Linked DNA regions of Sus scrofa: regions 1 and 3 are each linked to region 2. Evidence: chromatin contacts called from public HiChIP or PLAC-seq data. All regions are on one chromosome and are shown on one strand. Each heading gives the region's core, a stretch centred on a gene start, on an enhancer-like site or on the middle of the called end of the contact. The rest is flanking DNA. Distances are from core to core; before and after follow the strand shown.

Region 1 (4,083 bases), core at 675-3,174, 170 kb after region 2:
GGTGTAGGTCGCAGATGCAGCTCGGATTCTGTGTTGCTGTGGCTCTGGCATAGGCCAGCAGCTATAGCTCCTATTTGACCCCTAGCCTGAGAATCTCCATGTGCAGCAGATTCAGCCCTAAAAAAAAAAAAAAGCAATATATATATATATATATATATATATATATATATATTTAAGTTTTAGTGATAAGGATTTCTAATTCAGGAGTTGGAAGGCAACAGTGGAACAGATGAGAAAGTGCCCTAGGTTTGGGTTCCTCATTAGTTGTGAGATTTTCACCTCATCTCTGTAAGATTGTAGTAGGCACCTTAGGGGCTTTTCCTACTCAATTTATTTGTGACTTTATGAAGTTGTCTCTTGAAACATCATCTTAACAGTGACTGTGCCTCAGGTTTCCAGTGATCTTTAGGTCAGCTAATTCCTAGCCATTCCCTCAAAGTCTGCCTTCATCTGGATCCTAATTCTCTTTGGCATCCTCCAGTGATGTCAAAGGCAACTCACACTGGGCAGCCTCCCTCATCGAAGGTTGGCAGCTCAGCAGCCTTCCTGTTCCAGAGCACGGGACACCTTCGTCTGGAACAGAGCTGAGGCTGCCAATTGTTCCACCTCCAGGAGCTCATTTAAGCCCAAACCGCCATCCCCGAGGTGTATTATTCAGTTATCTGTCAGACCCATGGAGAACTCTTCTTTTAGCTTGGAAGTGAAATTTAAAATGGAGGAGAAGTGGATTGTTTTCTTTTCCAGTGTTACCTTCAACAACTAATAATTACTAAAACAAAGACAAAAACAACCATGTACCCTAAGTTCAAAAAAGCTACAGATATTTATTTCAAACCAAGAACAGCTCAATGCCCAACGCTCCTTCCATTTGAAATGTAAAGTGGATTGCTTGTATCCTGTCTGCTCCCTCCCTGGCTGCTGATGGAAAGAACTAGGTGTTGACATGTCCCTGTAACAAATTATTCGAAGAAGATTCCTTGTTGCTAGTGTAACATTTCTCAAACTGTGTTGGCAGAGGTGTCTCACAGTTTCCCACAGGGAAAGAGAGGGAATTGGGAGGCAGAGGGTCAAGCCTCTGCTTCAGTCAAGGAGAGAAGGAAATCAGTGGTCCTTTGGGGTCAGTGCATAGTAGAAACATGGATATGTTCATTAGTAGCACAGAGGCCAGGGGCAACTGGCAGTGAGGTTTCAGAGGAGGCGATACTTGAATTGAATCTACAAAGTAAGTTTAGGAGTTCCTGTTATGGCTCAGTGGTAACGAATCTGACTGGTATCTATGAGAATGTGGGTTCGATCCCTGACCCCACTCAGCAAGTTAAGGATCTGGCTTTGCCATGAGCTGCAGTGAGGTTGCAGACATGGCTCAGATCCCATGTTGCTGTGGCTGTAGTGTAGGTTGGCAGCTGTAGCTCCAATTCGACCCCTAGCCTGGGAACTTCCGAATGCCATGGGTGCAGACCTAAAAAGAAAAGACACCATCAGAGAAGCAGAAACCATACAGTACATTTAGAGAATGCAAATAATTTAGTGTCAAGGACCACAGGTAAGAGTAGGTGGGAACCTGCCAAGGTGGTGTGGGAGAGAGGGAGGGAGTCATTTTTAAGGGTCCCTGCAAGACATACCCAGGTGTTCCTCTTCTCTAGCTGCTTGGTACCATTAAGAGAATTTCAGGGTGATTCAGCTGTGTGATGTCAGCCACACCCTCGGTATTTGTTTGCAGTTCCCCTACCCTCCTTCTCTGCTTTAGCAGAGAAGTAGCCATTGTTTAAGGTATGATTCATGGTCTTTAAAGACTTTCTGTTCCTAAAGAGGAGCTGCTGATTCCTTTGCTAAGGTGATCATGATAGCAACACAGACTCTATTGGGTCTAAGACAACCCTGGAGGTCATTCAGTGCCTCTCAGCAGAGGGCACTGTTGGTACTTCTCCTTTATGGGATACTGATCCAGGCTCTGAAGGAAGTTTGTGTTTCTGGCCCCTGGGCACTGAATATCACTAGCACTATTCTCCCTACTTGGTCATTGTGAAAACTAAATTTTTAACTAATTTTCCTAAATGTTCTTGGAGTGGGAAGGGGTGGTCCCTCCCTCCAACCCCTGAGCCTAGTCTCCCCACATTTTGAGGATGGGGAAACTAGGGCCCAGATGGGCTACGTAGCTTGCCCCCAGTGAACTACCTGGTCACAGACAGGACCAGGCCTCTGGGATTCTGGTCTAGGACTCTTTGTGGGGTAACACTTCAGCCCCCTCCCTCAAGTTCTTAAAAGTTGAAGTCCCTACACAACCATATTGGATGATTGATCGAATGTCTTCTTCGTGCTCTTTCCTGAGTGAGGAAGAAAGAGAAGGAGCAGAATTGCTTGAGAGGTGAAGGAAGCTGATACATGCAAAAAGCTGAGCTATATGCAGAGTGCAGAAGCAGGCAGTGCCAAGCCTCTCTCCTCCAGTCTCACGTGGACATGCCCCCATTACCTGCTGTGTCCATGCATAAACATGCCACCCCATCCACAGGAGAGGAACCACTGCTCCAGGTACTGAAAGTACAGTGATGAGACATGGTCCTTGCCTTTGTGACACATGGAGCCCAAAAGGGAAGACAACATTAAAAATTAATCACAAGGGAGTTCCCGTCTTGGCACAGCAGAAACGAACCCACCTAGGACCCATGAGGTTGCAGGTTCGACCCCTGGCCTTACTCAGTGGGTTAAGGATTCGGCATTGCTGGCTCGGATCCCGCGTAGCTGTGGCTCTGGAGTAGGCCGGCAGCAACAGCTCCGATTAGACCCCTAGTCTGAGAGCTTCCATATGCTGCGGGTGTGGCCCTAAAAAGACAAAAGACAAAGAAGAAAAAAATTATCGCAAGACAGGACCACACCTAATTATAGCCAGCATCTGCTAATGGCTGTTCTGTGCCAGATGCTGCCAAGCACTATGTATACATTATCTCCCTTAATCCTCCCTGTTATACAGTGACTTAGATACTATGATTATTTCCATTTTTCAGATGAGGGAGCTGAGACCTAGAAGGTTGAAGGACTTGCCTAAAGTCATGCGGCTGGAATTTGAATCCAGCTGATCTGGGAGAGTATCTCACTGCCTGATATCACTGGTAGGGAAATGCATTTAGAAGTGAATATTGACCATCTTCACTACTGAGAGTCAGATGCAGACTCTAGGTTTCTCAAGGAGCAAGTGCAAAGAAAGCTTCTCTTTAGGGATTGCCCCTCACCACACCCTGTTCTCTTCCAATTCCATGTGGTTGATGCTTCCCTGTGGTTCCAAAGACCAGAGACACCCTGTCTGGGGAAGTAGTTCCTTATGCTCAATACTGTCTCTCTGACCATGTATTTGGATTGATTGCTATCTGTTTTGTTTTAGGCCCCCTTTTGAGATAAAGATAGATTAACAGGCTTCAGTGATTAACAGCAGAATCACATCCATTTGAGACTGTTACAATACAAGATTACTTTAATAATCAAGGAAACGAAAGTCTCCTCACATACCCACACACTGAGTGCTTTCTGACCAAGGAGCTACCTGTGTCTCCTCTACCCAGAACTGGCTTCCCTTCTACATAAATCCACCTCTCACTCAAGCCCTCCTCACCTTGGAGAGGAGGTAGAACCAAATCATTCAGTGTTGTCTTTTTTATTTAACCTGATAACCACTGTGAAAAGAAACCCAGAAGACCCGAAAAAAAACCCCGAAAGTGATGGAGAGTTTTACAAAATAAACATTAAATGGCGATCAGTCTTCAAAGCATTTAAGGTTTATGTGTTGGAGTTCCTGCTGTGGTGAAATGGGTTAAGGATCTGGCATTGCTACTGCTGTGGCATAGGTGCAGGTGCAGCTCGGTTTCAATCCCTGGCCCAAGAACTTTCATGTGTCTCAAGTGCTACAAAAAAAAGAAAAAAAGGGAGTTCCCATTGTGGCTCAGCGGAAAAATCTGACTAGCATCCATGAGGACTAAGATTTGATCCCTGGCCTTGCTCAGTGGGTTAAGGATCTGGCATCGCTGTGAGCTGTGGTGTAGGTCGCAGACGTTGCTCGGATCTGGCATTGCTGTGGCTTTGGTGTAGGCCATC
Region 2 (4,213 bases), core at 1,159-3,658:
GGACCAAACCAAGGATGGTAGGAGGTGGGGATGCCTTGATTCTTGTCTGCTTATACTGGCTGACTTTACAGCTACTAAATGTCAATTCTTAGAAGATGGTATCTGCACATATGTGAATAATCGATATGTAACTACTTATAAGACTTGCCACAGGCATTGGACATCTACCTTTGGCTGAAAAGTTTGATTTAGCCCCATAAGTCATTAATGAACTTTTACCTTTTTGTCTTCTGGGAATCAGTATAAAAGCTGGTGAACCCAGTTCCTCAAAATATTAAATAGAGTTACCCTGTGACTGAGCAATTCCACTCCTAGGTATTGTAGTCCCAAGAGAAATGAAAACGTACATCCACTCAAAAAGTTGTATGTGGATGATGATAGCAGTGTTATCCTTAATAGCCAAAAGGTGGAAACAACCCAGATGTCCAGGAGCTGACAAATAGATAAATAAAACTTGGCATTTTCATACCATGGAATATTATTTGGCCATAAAAAGGAATGAAATCCTGATACAAGCTACTACATAGATGAACTTTGAATACATTATGCTAAGTGAAGTCACAAGAGGTCACATATTGTATGATATTATTAATGTAAGATATCCAGGACAGGAGAATCTACAGAGGTAGAAAGTGTATGAGTGGTTGCTCAGGGCTAAGGGGGAGAAGATGAGGGCATGTGGGCTGTGATAGCCAAAGGGCATAGGGTTTCTTGTGAGGTGATGAAATGTCTAAAAACGACTGTGGTGATGGTTGCACACATCTGTGAATATACTAAAACCACTGAATTATATACTTCAAATGACTGATTGCATGGTTTGTGAATTAGATCTGAAGAAAACTTTTTTGAAAAAGGCAAGAAATGATAGACATAAGAAACATGAAATTCAAGGTAGGAGTTTCTATTGGAAGTGGGAGGAAGTTCCTCCAGATGATGTCAGAGTGGGAATGTTCTGTTTGCTAAGCTGGGTAGTGGCTCCAGGGATGGTCACTGTGTTTAGTTTATTGCAGTTTTTATTAAACTGCACACATATGTCATAAGCACTCTTGGTATCTGTGGTTCATAAATAAAAAAAAATGCTTGCTAAAAAGCAGGTAAATCATAAAAAGATCTCTTTTCAGTACCTATTTAAAAAATCAGATGCCACTCCATGGATACTTATTGCTTCATCTGACATCATCTTCATCATTGTCATCATCACCATCACCATTTGCCAATTTCCTGAGAGCATCTCCACCATCCCATGCCATGTAATGGAGCATGTAATGTGATCTCTGTGATTGAAGAAAAGGATATTAGTAATACTGCTTGTAATAATTGAGACCATTTATTAGGAGCCTGTTAAATGCCAAGCACTGTTAGAGGAGCTTTATATGCAGTCTTTAAGAATGACCTTATGAGATGTGTATGATAATCCCTATTTTACTGATATCAAAACTAAGGCTGGGAGGGAGTTTCCACTTTGGCACAGCAGAATCGAGCCCTACTATTATCCATGAGGATGCGGGTTCAATCCCTGGCTTTGCTCAATGGGTTAACGATCTGGTGTTGCTGTGAGCTCTGGTGTAGGTCGAAGATGCATTCAGATCTGGCATTGCTGTGGCTGTGGCATAGGCTGGCAGTTGCAGCTCTGATTGGACCCCTAGCCTGAGAACTTCCCATATGCCATGAGTGCGGCCCTAAAAAGCAAACAACAACAACAACAACAACAACAACAAAAACCTAAGGCTGGGAGAAGATTAAGTGTTCAGAATCACAGAGCTGCTTATAGAAGACAGATTTGGAATTTGAACCCAGAGTAGTACCAGAGACTATGCCATGTTAGTTTTTATAATAGTGTTCTGTGAGCTTCTAAAACCTATGCTACACGTTATGAAAATATCATGCCTTCTCTTCCATAGGGAATCACTGTCTTTTTTCTTTTTCCATCTGCCAAGCTTACTTTATCAAATCTTATCTTCTTTTGCTTGTAATGAAAAAGGAGAGTATTTGTTTTCTAGATCTAAAATTATACTGAATATGCCTTTTCAAATGATACATTTGCCCTGGACTTTTAGACATGCCCTCTCTCCCCAACATACAACCTTGAGAGTCTTGAGCACAGGCTGTTTCACCAGTCTCAGAATCCATTTTCAAAAGATGATTCCATTGTGGAAAGCAGTATTTGATCAGTGCCAGATATCAGAATAGCAGGTAGTTTTCACTGGTGTGTGAATGACAGAATTGTAGGTCATAAGGGAACTTAGAGATCATCAGTCTAGAATTTTCACTTTTCAGACAGAGGAGACCTGAGACTTTAAAAGTAACCAAGAAGACGTGAACTCCTATCTGATTTCTGATGACCTAGAGAGTCGTGAACTTGCAAATGTGAGTCACCCTGTGAAATGAGGAAGGAAAGAGTGTCATGGGGTTTGTTCATCCATCCTTTCAAGAATTTTGTTTTGATCTCCAGCTCCATCATGGGCAGAATCCCAAGGGCTTTGCATCAGAAACATGCAAGATTCAGCCTTTCCCTTCACAGCAATCATGGTCTTTTGGAGGAGATAAAGAACCCCAAATAATCGTAGGGCAATGCTATAATATAGCAAGGAGGTTGTGGGACATCAGAAGATGGACATTGATTTCTTCCGTGGGGAAGAGGAGGTATCAGAGAAAGAGATTTCAGGTAGTTTATCCTTGAGCTGAATCCCAAAAGTTATGTGGGGAGTTCCTGTTGTGAAGCAGTGGAAATGAATCCAACCAGTATCCATAAGTATATGGGTTCAATCCCTGGCCTTGCTCAGTGGGTCAGGGATTCAGCGTTGCCGTGAGCTGTGGTGTAGGTCACAGATGCAGCTCAGATCAGGTATTTCTGTAGCTGTGGTGTAGGTTGGCAGCTGCAGCTCTGATTTTACCCCTATCTTGGGAACCTCTGTGGCCTCTGGAGTGGCCCTAAAAAGCAAAAAAAAAAAAAAAAAAAAAAAAAAAGTTACATGGAATTGAGAGAAATTTGGTATTTTGAGGAAAATGCTCATAATTTGGCAGGAGGCACAAGGAGATAATGGGAGAGAGCAGCTCTGGGCCACGTCCTGGGCCTCCTACTCCTTCTTAGCCACGGGCAAAGGGAATTCTTTGGCTCATTTAAATCAGGGAGAAGGGTTACATGACCCGAGAGGTTGCTCTGGTAACAGTGTCCAAGGATGCACTCAAGAGGAAAGGACAAAGTCAAGGGGAAAGGTGGTTTTACCCAGTTGAGAAGTACTGAACAGTTCCTGTGTGACAAGTGTAATTGTCAGATGCTCTTTTATGTACCAAGGAGGAAAACCCTTGTTAATTTTCAGCAGTATTTCAATTCCAGAGATGATCAAATGTGAAAAAAATATGTGTATTTTAGAATTGATGAGATGCAGTCCTAAGTACTTAATATATATTTGTCGAAGAATGAATGATTTTTTTTCCCATTAGTGTCCTGTGTAGGCTTGGAATAAAATAAAAGACCTGAGAAATGAACATTGAATTTGACCCATTTGTTGGTACATTAAAATCAGGAAAGAAATGACTGATTCTTTTCCTTGAACTCTTGTCCTTCTGTGGGTATAACAGTCACTCTTGATAGAATTTTTTGAGAAAAAAAATTCAGAATTGGCTAAATGAGGAAGTGCTCTGTGGGGGTGACATTATTCCATTTGGATTTCGGGTCAAATAGTGGAAGCTGTGTTTATGGACCTACAACTGACCCCTTAGGGGACCATCATAAGGTTCACCAGGCAGGGTTTACGAATCAGCCATAAGGTCCTGGCGTGACTGAAAAGAAATATCTAGAGATAATTTACAGATCTGCCCTTGGGGGCATTCCTGCAGGGAAATTGCTGTTTGCATGCTTAACTCATGTTTTTTTTTTTTTTTTTTTTTTTTTTTTGGTGACTGTTCCCTCTGGATGCAGCTGGATATTTCCTGATCCTCTGGTCTGTCCTGTCTTCTCTTCCCCCACATTTGCTCAGTGGAATTCCAGCCAGGAATGTCTAAGAGACAAGGGCAGCTGGGTCTGCACTGATCTCGAAATTGCATTTTGCTTCTGTGGCTGTTTCGCTTCAGTTCGCACCATTTGGGGGCACTTCTCCAGGCAGAATGTGGCCAGGCTGCCAAACTTGGATACATTCTTCACATTCTCCATGTGTTTATACTTGTGCAACCGGAGAAAACCCACTGAGCCGGGGAGAAGGCTGTCGCCCTT
Region 3 (4,392 bases), core at 275-2,774, 140 kb after region 2:
GGGACAGGTATACGTCATTGGCTTAAATTTGCTTCTTGTTGAGCATGGGGAAAGTGAATTCCCAGCCCCAGAGCAGCACACGCCCTGGTCCTCCCCACACACAGTTCCCTGATTCTTCAAACACTCTAGGACCTCCACCGAGAGCCACACGGGGGCAAGCGGCACCTTCCACTGAGACGGAACAGGTCAAGGCTGCCTCCTTCATGGCTTCCTTTTTCTCCCGACCATTTCAGTGCAACCGCTCATCCTGTCTGCTCCACTTTAGAGCTAGAATAAATAGTTCATGGTGGGTACTGTTCAAGTTTAAAGAAAAATGGAAAGGATGTTCAGACCAGGGGAAGTCAAAGTATCCCTCTCAGTGACAGAGCTCGTTTTTTTGTTTTTGTTTTTTTCCCTGATTTTTCACACCAAACTGAAAACATGCACTGTCGGTCACACATCCACTCCTTGGTGAAGTGTGAACAACTGTCTCTGCCTAAAGGAGGCCAGAGTTATTGTACTGTCCTGTGTGAGCATTTAGTTTACTTTGATCCTTGGCCTCCTACCCCCATTCATCCCAGCGAGGCTTCTTCCAGATGCCCTTCTGCTGTCATAGAGAAGCCCAGCCATCAGAATGGGGATGGTTCCAAATCCATCCATCCCCACTCGTGGGAATAAATGGCCTCTCTCTTGTGTCAGTAGGAAGTAAATCAGATGACCCTCAGTTATTCACCCTCTTCAAACTTTTGTCTGACCTCGAAGCTTAGAGGAAATTGGCTGGGGGAGAATATAGTGTTTCCCGAGGTTTCATGAACAAGCTGCCCATGAGCCTTTGTCCTGCATGTCTGTGGCTTTTGTGTTTGAGTGCTTGTGAGGTATTGCAGAGAAGAGCTCCCCAAGCCTCTCACTTGGTTAAGACGCCAGCGTCTCCCCAGGGGCACACCCTGGCTATTTCCCAGCAAAAAAAATGCTCTATATCCCCGACTGTACCACATAAGCTAATTAACCTCTTTATAGATTTTTCCTTCTCCTTATTTTAATTCTCAGCTGGTATTTCTCTAGGCCCTGGGCCTTGGGAATTGCAGATTCATTTGTTGAATTTCTGGCAGTGTGAGAATTTCTAATAGTTAGCTTTCAGTTCTCACATGCAGTGAAGTAGGAGAAAATAATGGAGGAAGAAAACAAGACTGGGAAACATTTTGAAACAACAGCCATACTTGAAACTGGCTAAGTGGTGAGGCCACAGACATGTTTCCTTTTGGCCTTGTGGGGATTTACGTTTTCCTTCTTTCTTTCCTTGCACGGCCATGCAGTAAGTGTCTGTCTCCAGGGCTGCTCAGAATACTTTGTTGTCAGGGCCCTTCTGTGGTTCTGTAGACCCACCTTCCTTCTGGTTCCACGGGGAACTAATAATCCAGTACCCACTGTGACTGTGAACCCAAGGAGATGTGTCAAATTTCAAACCGTCGAGGGCTTAGAAAGTACAGAGCAAACTCTTGTGGTGTTTGTGGCTTTGCAGTGTCCTTTCAACGGAAGGACATTTCTGAAACACTGAGCAGCAGCCACCCCTGTGGTGTCTAGAGGTTCCTGGGGCTATGAGCTATGGCACCTGAGGATACACAACAGAATCAGCTTTGTTCCTTTGGGCCTGAGACACAAACCATTCTTCTGCCTGTAGTCACAGCCCAGCCTGAATTCACCTCATCTCCTGACTTACCAGACCACTTTGTATTTACTCTCCACTGCTTTTGAAGAGGGAGTAGAGTAGATAAGTACTTGGGCTACCTGTGAACACCTTTTTTGGACATTTGCCCCTGCAAGATGTTTTAAAATCTGTTGATGAGCAGGTGATGTCTAGGGGGTGCATAGAAAAATAGCTAAAGCTTGTATCCGGTGTTTGCAAAACAGGGTACTTTCAAGATGATGTGTAGTTTGATTCTGAAACTGCCTTGGCTCTACCTAAGTCAGGAGCGTCGCTTATAACCAGACAGCATTTGTCACCCAGGCTGCTTTAGAAAAATCTACTGTTTCTTCATGCAGAGTCAGGCGATAGACGTTGAGGGATCTTTTGGATTTATTTGAACCTGGGATTTTCTGTAAACCAAAGGCATGATTAATAGTGTCTCTGCCTGTATCAGGTGTTATTAGCCAGACGTTTCTTTCAAGAGTTTCGCTCTTTTATTTTCTAAACTAAATTGGCATCAAGCAAAACACATTTCAACTTCAAAACCAGCTTTAGCCTGGCAGAATAAGATGTTTTGAACCAAAATTGGGGGATGGAACTGAGGCAGGATGAGCACTGCAGATTCTAAGTGATCTTCAGTGCATTCAAAGGTTTCCTCATTTTGAATCTTTGCAAAAAGCCATATGATTAATCTACATGCTAGATTCCTTTTCATTGTGCTTTTCAGACCACAATTCCCAAAGCCATTACCATACCCCCAATGAGAAAATACTCATCTTCCTTATTTGAAGACAGAAAAATCATATTTTCCCCAAATAGACTTTTTGTGCTTATATTTTGCACATCCCTTTCAGGATCTCTATTGTGTTATCTGCCCACAAACTTTATCACAATATGATGGATTGAGTTATGAAACTGAGATTTTTTTATTTTATTTTTTTATTTAGGACTTAGCTCTTAGTTGGAAAGGGGTAGCTAGATAATGCATCTCTTTTGGTCAGTAGTTGAGAGTTTTTGTCCAGTAATAGACATGTGATTCATAATAATATCATAGTTTGTTTTCCATCGAAAAGAGAGGCTTACGGTTTTGTTAAAATCAACGCAATGTGAACTTCTGGGTGATGGTTGTATCTTAGCTTATTTTGGTGATATATACCCAGAAACGAAATTTACAGGTGCAGGGAGTCTGGTTTAATAGAAAGTTGGGAGCAAATATTAAAACCCTAGGAATTGACTTCTCCAGTCATCCAGGTAAAGCCTGAAATCCTATAAATTAATTCATCATTTCTTTGTCTTGTGACAGCCTGATAGGGGAAGAGCGTGGGTGGTCTTTGGGGTCAGAAGAATTGGAGAATGGGCTTAAAGAAAATCAGTTCATCATTTAAAGACTATTTTGGGGTTTTATTCTTTAAAATGCTTTTAATAACGGATACCCCACATTAAGAAGATAAGTATAATGAGTTCCAGAATGTCTTTGTTGTGTTGTTCTGTAAGTACTAGAAGTTACTATTATTTATTGCTTAAAATAATGTAATTCTTATGAAGGAGGGTACTTAATGTGTTACTAGTCATTTGTATTTTGGTATGAATTGAGGAGTTAAGAGCAGATTTTTTTTTTTTTTTGATGAAATCTAAAGAGAGGTTGAGATGGCTGATTATCTGAGCCATGATCAAATCCTAAAAGTTATGAAACATCATAATTTTGCCAGTTGTGTGTGGGGTTTTTCTTTTTGTTTTTTATGGGTTGCTTTTTTTTCTTCGTGTGTGTGTGTGTGTGTGTGTGTGTGTGTGGCGGGGGCGGGGGGGGGGTTGTTTCGTTTTGTTTTGGTACCAGGAGTGGGGTGTGAAAGTTGTATGTTTTTAAAAAGAGGTTAGTGAAACAGTGGAAGGCCAGCTAGTTATATGTTTTGTTCTACTGAATTCTCCAGAAGTATTTGTAAGTAGAATAAAGACATTCCTTGCTATTTTCAAATCTTTAACATCTAATTTTAAACCTAATTTTGTAGGTTTTGCTGTTTAAGGGAGAGGGTGGCTAGATTCATTGATCGGAAGTTTCCTTTGGGGAGGGTGGTAGAGAAGGTTTGTCACTTGCCTTTAATCTAGGATCTTGGTGGCCCTGCCAGCCTAGATCTCTTCCTAGTTGTGACATTTGAGATAATTTAAAAACAAACAAACAAACAAGAAAACCTGCCTCTTGATTTCTTATATTCTTGAAGTCAGATCTCCAGGCAGGAGGGTAAAATAGCCATTTAGTCCCAAGCTCAAGTTCCGGGTTGGGGTAACAGAGAAGCAAGCCAAGGCTTCATTGCAGATTTTGCTTTTAGCTTGATTTACCAGGTAAACCAAATCTGAGGGTGGAAGAATGGAGCCAGAGCAAAGGGCCTGAAATCAGAGGCCTTCCCAGCCTCCCACAGGCTGCCAGAGAGACTGCTCTCTAGTCCTGGCTTCATATTCCCAAATACTTCTGTTCTTTCACAAAACTAAGGAAGAGCCATGCATTCTAAAATACTAAAAGCCTCATTACCCCTCATACCATTTACATTTTCTTTAAATGCCCACTTTTTCTGTCTTACATGGTCAAATCCCAGCTGTTGATGTTCAACTTCTAAGGGACCTGGATGGTGTCACCTGGTTCTAGTGTAACGCAACCCACTGCCTCCATCCCTGTTGCTTTCTTACAAAACTTGGATTTGTTTTCTCCTCAATAAAGAGATAAACTCACCAAAGTG

Evidence for each region. HiChIP or PLAC-seq counts read pairs in DNA pulled down with a chosen protein or histone mark.
Region 1: an H3K27ac HiChIP or PLAC-seq map of alveolar macrophages shows a contact between it and region 2. The contact joins two enhancer-like sites. A contact is called at or near these places in 2 of 47 Hi-C or Micro-C datasets (embryonic fibroblasts and fibroblasts) and 2 of 2 datasets of contacts at active chromatin or transcription factors (alveolar macrophages and skeletal muscle).
Region 3: a contact with region 2 is called in an H3K27ac HiChIP or PLAC-seq map of alveolar macrophages. The contact joins two enhancer-like sites. A contact is called at or near these places in 1 of 47 Hi-C or Micro-C datasets (skeletal muscle) and 2 of 2 datasets of contacts at active chromatin or transcription factors (alveolar macrophages and skeletal muscle).

The regions. Positions count from the first base shown.
Region 1 is chr13:109,817,567-109,821,649 of Sscrofa11.1, reverse strand. All of the region lies in intron 2 of TNIK (TRAF2 and NCK-interacting protein kinase), which reads left to right. Among named protein-coding and RNA genes, the nearest start is that of SLC2A2, 210 kb to the right of the region's middle. Within about 2 kb of position 1,924, at least 4 of the 83 cell types and tissues checked have an H3K27ac peak or open chromatin away from gene starts, as enhancers often do. A contact at or near this core is called in alveolar macrophages, where this site is marked.
Region 2 is chr13:109,990,501-109,994,713 of Sscrofa11.1, reverse strand. The region is part of intron 1 of TNIK (TRAF2 and NCK-interacting protein kinase); the gene reads left to right. Among named protein-coding and RNA genes, the nearest start is that of TNIK, 60 kb to the left of the region's middle. Within about 2 kb of position 2,408, at least 7 of the 83 cell types and tissues checked have an H3K27ac peak or open chromatin away from gene starts, as enhancers often do. A contact at or near this core is called in alveolar macrophages, where this site is marked.
Region 3 is chr13:109,844,638-109,849,029 of Sscrofa11.1, reverse strand. The region is part of intron 2 of TNIK (TRAF2 and NCK-interacting protein kinase); the gene reads left to right. Among named protein-coding and RNA genes, the nearest start is that of TNIK, 210 kb to the left of the region's middle. Within about 2 kb of position 1,524, at least 14 of the 83 cell types and tissues checked have an H3K27ac peak or open chromatin away from gene starts, as enhancers often do. A contact at or near this core is called in alveolar macrophages, where this site is marked.